Linked DNA regions of Capra hircus: region 1 is linked to region 2. The links are chromatin contacts, called in public Hi-C maps. All regions are on one chromosome and are shown on one strand. The core of a region is the stretch at or near the end of the contact, and the rest is flanking DNA. Distances in the headings are between cores, read along the strand shown. Region 1 overlaps CYSTM1 (cysteine-rich and transmembrane domain-containing protein 1). Region 2 holds the start of SLC4A9 (anion exchange protein 4).

Region 1 (3,902 bases), core at 1,120-3,619, 130 kb before region 2:
TGCAATTCTGGCATCCGGGATGTTCTCAATTGCCCCCGTATCCACAACCACCTCTGTCCCAGTGGCCCCAGCAGGTCTAGCCCAAGGAGAGGGTCACAGGAGGTGGTGGCAGTCCAGTCTTACTTGCCAGACTGGTGTGAGATGTCCACATGTAGTTAACCTTTTTGTAGTTCATGAGAAAATTTTGCCATCAAGTCTGCTATTCATAGGACTGACTGTGCTGGACAGGGCAAAAGTGCAGGCTGGCCTGTGACTGAGCCCTTCTCTGGGTGCTCGGGCTGAGGCAGGCTGGGGTCACCTAGACCCCGGGAAGGCTTGGCCATGATGGCTGCTGGGTTTTGTCCAGCAGCTCCTCCTCGGAGGATGGTGGTGGCTGCACTTCTGGAGATCTCGGGACAGGGACCCACACAGCAGACTCCCACCCTTTCCAGACCAATCCACACCACCACTTGGCACTCTGTCTGACAGTGATCCTGGGCTGACTGACTGCTCAGTGGGGCGGCAGGCGGCAGGCAGCAGGCATGTGAGTGGACGGATGAACTGGTGGGCCAGCTCCCAGACTGCTGTGCCTTGGAGTAGGTGTCTTGGGACACTGAAGCAAGGAGAGGGACAGGGTCGTGGAAGACATGGCTGAAGTGGCAGGAGTAGCAGGGCAGGCGTGAGGCCCTGAGGACCTAGGTTGTGACGGTGCACCAGCCCCACAGCCCTCCTGCTGTGGGGGAAGAAGCTGCACCTCACCTCTCCCGCTCTTAACCTCCAGACTCCAGTGAAAACCACACTCCCTTGACTGCCTCTATGCTCCTGGCCGCCCTTCATCCCCTACGCAGCCCTCCCCCAGCGTATTTACCTGGTGCTCATGGCCTTCAGAGCAGGTGGCAGAGGGGTACTGCCTTTAGGACAGCTTCCGTCCCGAGTGCAGCCCCCTTGTGCTGAGTCAAAAATGGTCCCGCCGTACGTGCACATCCAAGGAAAGCGCAAGTGCATCCTCAGCCAGCAGTGTGTTCTCTCTGGCTGCTTGGAAGGCGCAGGAGCTGTCCTGGGGCCGTCTTGAGATTGTACTTATTCCTCAGATGCATTACGATTTTTCCCTCTTCCTCCCTCTTGGTCTGAGCAGTAGGAGGGCTGTTTGGCATCCTCTGATACCTCGCGGAAGGCTGGCCTTCTTATGTTGTTTTGGATGCTGGTTTAGAAGATGGGGTGAAGACAGCTGAGCACTGACCACAGGCCTCCTGCCTCTGGCAGAGCTGTCACCTCTGCCGGGGGCACTCCTGGGGCGGCACTGGGCTGTGGTGGTCTCGGCAGTAAAGGAGCAGCATGGGGTGCCCACCACTGGTCTGAGCCTGCACAAGAGGCCAAGGTACAGCTTCCTTCGTTTCTGGAGCAAGAAGGCCCGAGATGTCAGAACTGTCTGTGAGGCCCCGGTCTTTTGTATCTGCTTCTCCTTACTAACTTCCTGGGCTGGGACTGCAGACAGATGCAGGCACAAGAACTAATGGCCTGCTAAGGCTCAATTACCACTTCAAAGCCCTTGATTAATCATTTAAAATGTCTGAGCTGAGCAAGTCAAGGTTTCAGATTCCAGGATGGGGCTGACTGAGAACTGGAGCCTTTGGCTGAGTCTCCACTCACATTCCTGCCCGGGTCCCTGTGTGGCCTGGAGCCCTACTTGCCCAGTGCGTGCCCGGAACCGGGGTTCTGAGTAGCCCATGTGAATACCTGCCCCCTGGGTGTACACTATGGTAGTCCTAGAATTTGGGACCGCTGGTTGGTGTGGCTGGTGGCCCTGGAGAAGACCCCAGGACTTGGTGAGCAGGCACCTGGGCCCAGGGGGCTGCATGCCTCCAAGCATCTTGCATCTGTCTTCTCTGCTTCCAGCTGAGGCAAGACAGTGGATGAGGATCCTCTGCCAGAGTCTGCTCAGCTCCCCTGGGCCTTTCTGACCTAGGCTGGGCCTCCAAGTCACACACATGCTCACTCACCCTTCCCTCTACACCCCCAAGCCCGATACCACCACTACTCACGCTGTCTTTGCACCTGCATTCATGTGGCAACTCTGAGTACCTGCCCCTCTGCAGGCCACACCCCTGGAATGGGGCTGAGGACACTGAAGGTTGGTACCAAAGGGCTGTGTCAGGGCAAGGCAGACAAGCTGGTGAAGGAACCCCTAGACCTGCTCTCCAACTCACCCACAGTTTTCTGGAAATTGAGAGTCTGTTCAGTCCCTTCCTGGGACCAGGGCACAGGCTGAATAAGGTGGCCTTGACTCCTGACACACTACGCAGCAAATGGGATGGTAAGCCTTTTGGGTGCTCTGCGTGTGGGCCCATCTGTGAAGGCCTGCCTGCATCAGCAGGAGCTGGCGCCCAGGCTGGCCACAAGGGGGCACTGGACCCCTAAGTAGGAGCGCTGTGTGAGCAGTCTCTGCACCATGCCGGACCCAGTGCCCCTCACTGGGCACTGACTGCTCCCACTGCACTTTTGATCCTGCTCCATTGTTCCTTCCTTTAAAAGAAAAATTTTTTTTTAAATTCTGGAATAATTGTAGATTTACAGATGAGTCAGAAATAGTACAGTTGCTGTATACTCTTGATCCAGCCTCCCTTAATGTTTAACATCTTACATAACCATGCCCCCATGCTCAGCTTGCCAGTACAGGCCAGTTGCCAGTAAGGCTCATGTGGCCTGGGTGTGGAAACACCTGTGTTAGAATCCTCTACGCCCCAGCTCCTGCTGGGGAACCAGTACGGCCAGCGAAGCTGTGGTGTATATACAGTGCCCTGACTTAAGGTACCCAGGGAGGCTGTCCCGGCCCAGGACTCGGGCAGCACGGCTGCATCCTGACTGCTGAGCTAGGGCAATATGGGAGCTCTCAAGGGGAAGCGGGGTTCACCACTGCAGGGCAGGGATGGGGACAGGTGGCACAGTAGAGGATGTGAGGAGCAGAAACCTCGAGGTGGGGTGGGCAGACCAGACCGGCAGCTCAGTGCAGCAGGCCCCTCTGGAGGTGCAGTACCTCAGACTGCGCAGGTAGGAAGGGCACCTAGGAAGATGCAGTTATAAAATACGGAGTTCCTGGGCCCCACAGTGAGTGCTGTGAGGCGTTCCTCAGAGCATTCTCCTGTGCCCATCATCCCTGCTTTGGCGATGGGAAGAAAAGCAAGGAAATCACTTCACTCATACCTCCAGACTTACTTTACCACACAGACTCCACCACCACCACCCCCATCTTCTCTACAGTCTGTGGGGATAGGTTCTGTCCTCAGCTAATGTGAAGGAAAAAGTCATAATAAGGGCTTTGGAAGACTCAGTGCTCCAGGAAATAACTGACCGGGTTTCTAAGGTAGGTACAGCACTAACTACCCCCATCAAGGCTGACACAGCCCTCGGGCTTGAAGTTCTGTTTTTTGGGGGTTTTTTTTAGCCAGACTGACTATTTCTAACCTCTGTAACCACTGTCTGGGGGTAATCAGCTCAGAGTCTCTACTGCACCAGGCTGTGGAGGACGTCATGTGAAATAAGCCCTGTCTAGGACGGATGTGGACTAGAGGAGGAAGGTGACAGAGGAGGCAAGACGGAGACATCTTTGTCTTCCTGATGAAGCTACCTGTGGGTCAGTGGTTCTGACAGGAGGAAGGGTTGGGAGTGGGGAAGCTGGGAGCAGACAGGTGTCCGGTGGGGCTGTGAAGGCCCTTAGCACGGGCTGAGTAGTGAGCACCTCCATAAAGGCAGCTTGAGAGAGACTGCAGGGCCCAGCACACAGGAGCCCAGCCATGGGCTAGGTCTCTGGCCTGGGTCCAGCAGGCTGCCTTTGCAGGGGAGGGAGCCTTTCTGTCCTCAGGGCAGCAGAGCCAGTCCACTGACAAGGAGAATGCAACCAGAGATTAGGCAAGGGAAGCAACAGC
Region 2 (3,975 bases), core at 182-2,681:
CTAAGAGTAATGAGAATGTATTGTGTGGATTTTCAGCAGAATAAAAGGACCATTATGTTTGAATGAAATGGAAATGTAGTTTAAACATTAAAAATAAAAATAATAGGGCTTCCCTGGTAGCTCAGTGGTAAAGAATCTGCCTGCCAATGTAGGAGACCCAGTTTCGATCCCTACTCTGGGAAGATCTCTCATGCCATGGAACAACTAAGCCCGTGCTCCCAACTATTGAGCTCAAGCTCTAGAGCCCGAGCTCTGCAACCAGAGAAACCACTGCAGTAAGAAATCCACACCTGGCAATGAAGAGCAGCCCCACTTCATGCAACTAGAAAAAAGCCCTCGAAGCAACGAAGACTCAGAACCGCCAAAAATAAATAATCAGATTATTAAAATAAATATAATAGGGCTTCTCTTGTGGCTCAGCTGGAAAAGAACCTGCCTGCAATGCAGGAGACCTGGGTTCGATCCCTGGGTTGGGGAGAAGGGAAAGGCTACCCACTCCAGTATTCTGGCCTGGAGAATTCCATGGGCTGTATAGTCCATGGGGTCGCAATGAGTTGGACACGACTGAGCGACTTTCACTTACACTTACTAGTAATATAATAAGGTCCTCTTGGCTGCTTTGTGGAGAACGAAAGAGTGGAAGCAGAGAGATCTCCACAAGAAATTAGAAAGCTGCTGAAATAATTCAGGTGAGACGTGATTATAGCTTGGAACAAGGAGGCCATGTTGGAAGTGGGGAGGTGTGGTTGAATTCTGGGTCTATTTTGAAGGTTGAGTCAATAGGACTTGCTAACAGACCATGTTCTCCCTTGCTCATCTAGCTCCAGGAACTCCTCCACACATACACCTTAGGTGGCTCCTCCATCTTCACTGGGGGGCTGAGTTAGAGAGGCCAATCCCAGGCACACAGCTAAATTAGGAAGTTTCCAGGTGTTGCTAGACAAATGAAGTCAAGACGCGGGCCTATGTTCTCCATGAACTGCCTCCACTTTCCATCGTTAGCCCATTTAATGACAGGGCCTCTGCTTGCTGTCTTCCTTCTTTGTTAGACTGCCTAACTTCTACAGACCCAGTTATTTAGTAGGGCCTCTGTTTCTCCAAATGGGTACCTTCAGGGTATGTTGGTGACACCCAAAACAGTCCACTGTATTTGGTGTTTGTATTTGATACAGAGTATGGGGTGGTATAATCTGGGGGTCAGTCCTCAGACCCAAGCCAGTGATATACTCCCATTAATTTACAAAATACAGTGGGGTCAGACCTGATCCCACAGGAAACACGCATAACACTTTTGCCCCAGGTTGGGCATTTCTGGAGATCCTGGAAAAGGTCAGGTTGGCCTCACACTCAGGCTAGCCTAGTGGGGAAAACAACCACAGGGGAGGTGACCAGCTGGCTCTGGAGTCAGCAGGTCTGGCTCTGTTTGTGTTGTGTGGCAGGGGTGGGGAGAGGTCGGAGTGGGGGGTGGGGGGTGCATTATAAATGCAGCCAGCCAGAGGGCTCCTGGCCTCAGAACCTAGGACCACACCAGTCCCTGAGAGTTTGTAGAAGCTTCACTGAGATGAAGCTGCCAGGCCAAGAGGAGTCTGACCTCTCCAGTGCTAGTGAAAATGTGCCCACAGGAGAGCTGGACAGTGGCCCTGGCTCCGGCCTCAGTCCTGATGGCCCCTTAGACACAGACAGCAGGGAACTGGAGGTACCCAAGGACCCTCCGCTCTTCATTCAGCTGAATGAGCTACTGGGCTGGCCCCACGCGCCCGAGTGGAAAGAGACAGGCAGGTGAGTGGGATCCAGGACAGTTTTACGGGGTCCTTCCCCTTCCCCCATTGGGACCTCCTCCATGACCCCCAGCTCTTCCTGTGTATGAGGTTGGTATTATCACCCCCAGTCACGAGTTTCTTTCTGTGTTCCCCATTTCAGACCCTCACTCTCTATGGTGCTCAGCCTTTTCTGCAGTCTGGTTTTGAGTTCCCCAAGATCCAAGATGAGGGGGTGACTTCCCCGGGGAGGGGCTCTGAACCACTGGGCCCACAACTTCACCCTTGTCTCACCTTCCCTGACTCTCCTGCATCTTCACTCTTGGACCTGGGAGAGATGCCCCCAGTAACACTGACTGCCCCTCTCACCAGGTGGGTGCTGTTTGAGGAGAAGTTGGAAGTGGGTGCAGACCGGTGGAGCGCCCCCCACGTGCCCACTGTGGCACTGCCCAGCCTCCAGAAGCTCCGCAGCTTGTTGGCCAAGGGCCTTGTCCTGCTGGACTGTCCAGCTCTGAGCCTCCAGGAGCTCGCAGGTGCCCTGGGACCCTTTGCTGGGAGGGCCTGGGCATCCTCATGATTTCTCTAAGACTTTCCCCATGAAGTCTTAGAATTTTCCAGAGGGCTCCCCCCCCAACTCTTGAGAATTATCCACCCCTGTATCACAAGGGAGAGATGGAAATGCAGAGGGGAAGAGCAAGTCCGTTGGTTGGACTTGTTTTCCCCAAGAATCTTGGAAGGGAAAGGAGCCTGGGCAGAGGGGAAAGGGAAAGAATTCAAGGGAAGGGAGCTCTCAGGTAAGGGTGGGAGCCCCACCTCTGTTCTCCAGAGCAAGTGACCAGAGTGGAGTCGCTGAGCCCAGAGCTGAGAGGGAAGCTGAAGGCCTTGCTGTTGCAGAGACCGCAGCACCTCATCCAGACCCCATGCACCAGCCCCTGCTGGGGTAAGAGGCCCTCCCTGGGCCCAAGACCAAAATCCCTGGGGTGGGAGGACCCCAGGTCTCCCCTCACCTTCCTGTACCAGCAGTGGCCTAGCATGGCTCAGACCTCAACTCAGGACTCAAGGGTGAGAAGCAGCAGGGGCAGTGAGGGGAGAGGAATGGAAGAAGCGCAAGGGCCAGAGCCCCATGAGGAGATGTTCTTGGCGGGCATCGTGGTGAGCTTCACACATAGCAGATCATCTCATCTTCACAACAACACTGGGAAGTAATACCATAATTATCCTCATTTTAGTGATGGGAAAACTGAGGAGTAGCGGGGGGAAGGTGTGCTCCAGTTTCCACAACAATGCAAAGCTGGTCAGGGAATCCACCTGGTGGATCCACCCCCAAGGCCTGTGGTTTTTTATAATATAATATATAGATATTCAGTTCAGTTCAGTCGCTCAGTCGTGTCCGACTCTTTGGAACCCCATGGACTGTAGCACACCAGGCCTCCCTGTCCATCACCAACTCCCGGAGGTTACTCAAACTCATCTCCATCGAGTTGGTGATGCCCTCCAACCATCTCATCCTCTGTCGTCCCTTTCTCCTCCTTCCTTCAATCTTTCCCAGCATCAGGGTCTTTTCAAATGAGTCAGCTCTTCGTATCAGGTGGCCAAAGCATTAGAGTTTCAGCTTCAACATCAGTCCTTCCAATGAACACTCAGGACTGATCTCCTTTAGGATGAACTGGTTGGATCTCCTTGCAGTCCAATGGACTCTCAAGAGTCTTTTCCAAAACCACAGTTCAAAAGCATCAACTCTTTGGTGCTCAGCTTTCTTTATAGTCCAACTCTCACATCCATACATGACTACTGGAAAAACCATAGCCTTGACGAGACAGACCTTTGTTGGCAAAGTAATATCTCTGCTTTTTAATATGCTGTCTAGGGTGGTCATAACTTTTCTTCCAAGGAGTAAGCGTCTTTTAATTTCATGGCTGCAGTCACCATCTGCAGTGATTATGATGTAGGTTTTATTTATTATTATTATTTGGCTGTGCTGTGTCTTCCTTGATGAGCAAAGGCTTTAAGCAAGTAGGGGCTGCTCTTTAGTTGGGCTTAGTTGCTCTGTGGAATGTGCGGTCTTCCCAGACCAGGGACTGAACCCATATTCCCTGCACTGACAGGTGGATTCTTAACCACTGGACCACTAGGGAAGTCCCAAAAGCCTGTGCTCTTAATCACCACATAGTCCTGTTTTGTAGGATCTGCCCATTCGAGAGAGGCTTCTCAGGAGGAG

What was found. A called contact is a pair of places that touch in the nucleus more often than the background predicts.
Region 1: a Hi-C map of blood shows a contact between it and region 2, with 4 times the contacts expected there. The contact joins the enhancer-like site here to the promoter of SLC4A9 in region 2. A contact is called at or near these places in 4 of 5 Hi-C or Micro-C datasets (blood and liver).

Annotation. Positions count from the first base shown.
Region 1 is chr7:59,066,053-59,069,954 of ARS1.2, reverse strand. All of the region lies in intron 2 of CYSTM1 (cysteine-rich and transmembrane domain-containing protein 1), which reads left to right. It overlaps LOC106502354 (a long non-coding RNA gene), which reads right to left. Exons shown (of 2, transcript XR_001295912.2): 1 at 848-3,902. Among named protein-coding and RNA genes, the nearest start is that of CYSTM1, 66 kb to the left of the region's middle. Within about 2 kb of position 2,369, at least 4 of the 5 cell types and tissues checked have an H3K27ac peak or open chromatin away from gene starts, as enhancers often do.
Region 2 is chr7:58,938,465-58,942,439 of ARS1.2, reverse strand. It overlaps SLC4A9 (anion exchange protein 4), which reads left to right and starts at 1,431. Exons shown (of 22, transcript XR_001918297.1): 1 at 1,431-1,779; 2 at 2,130-2,290; 3 at 2,584-2,697; 4 at 3,941-3,975. All of the region lies in intron 1 of HBEGF (proheparin-binding EGF-like growth factor), which reads right to left.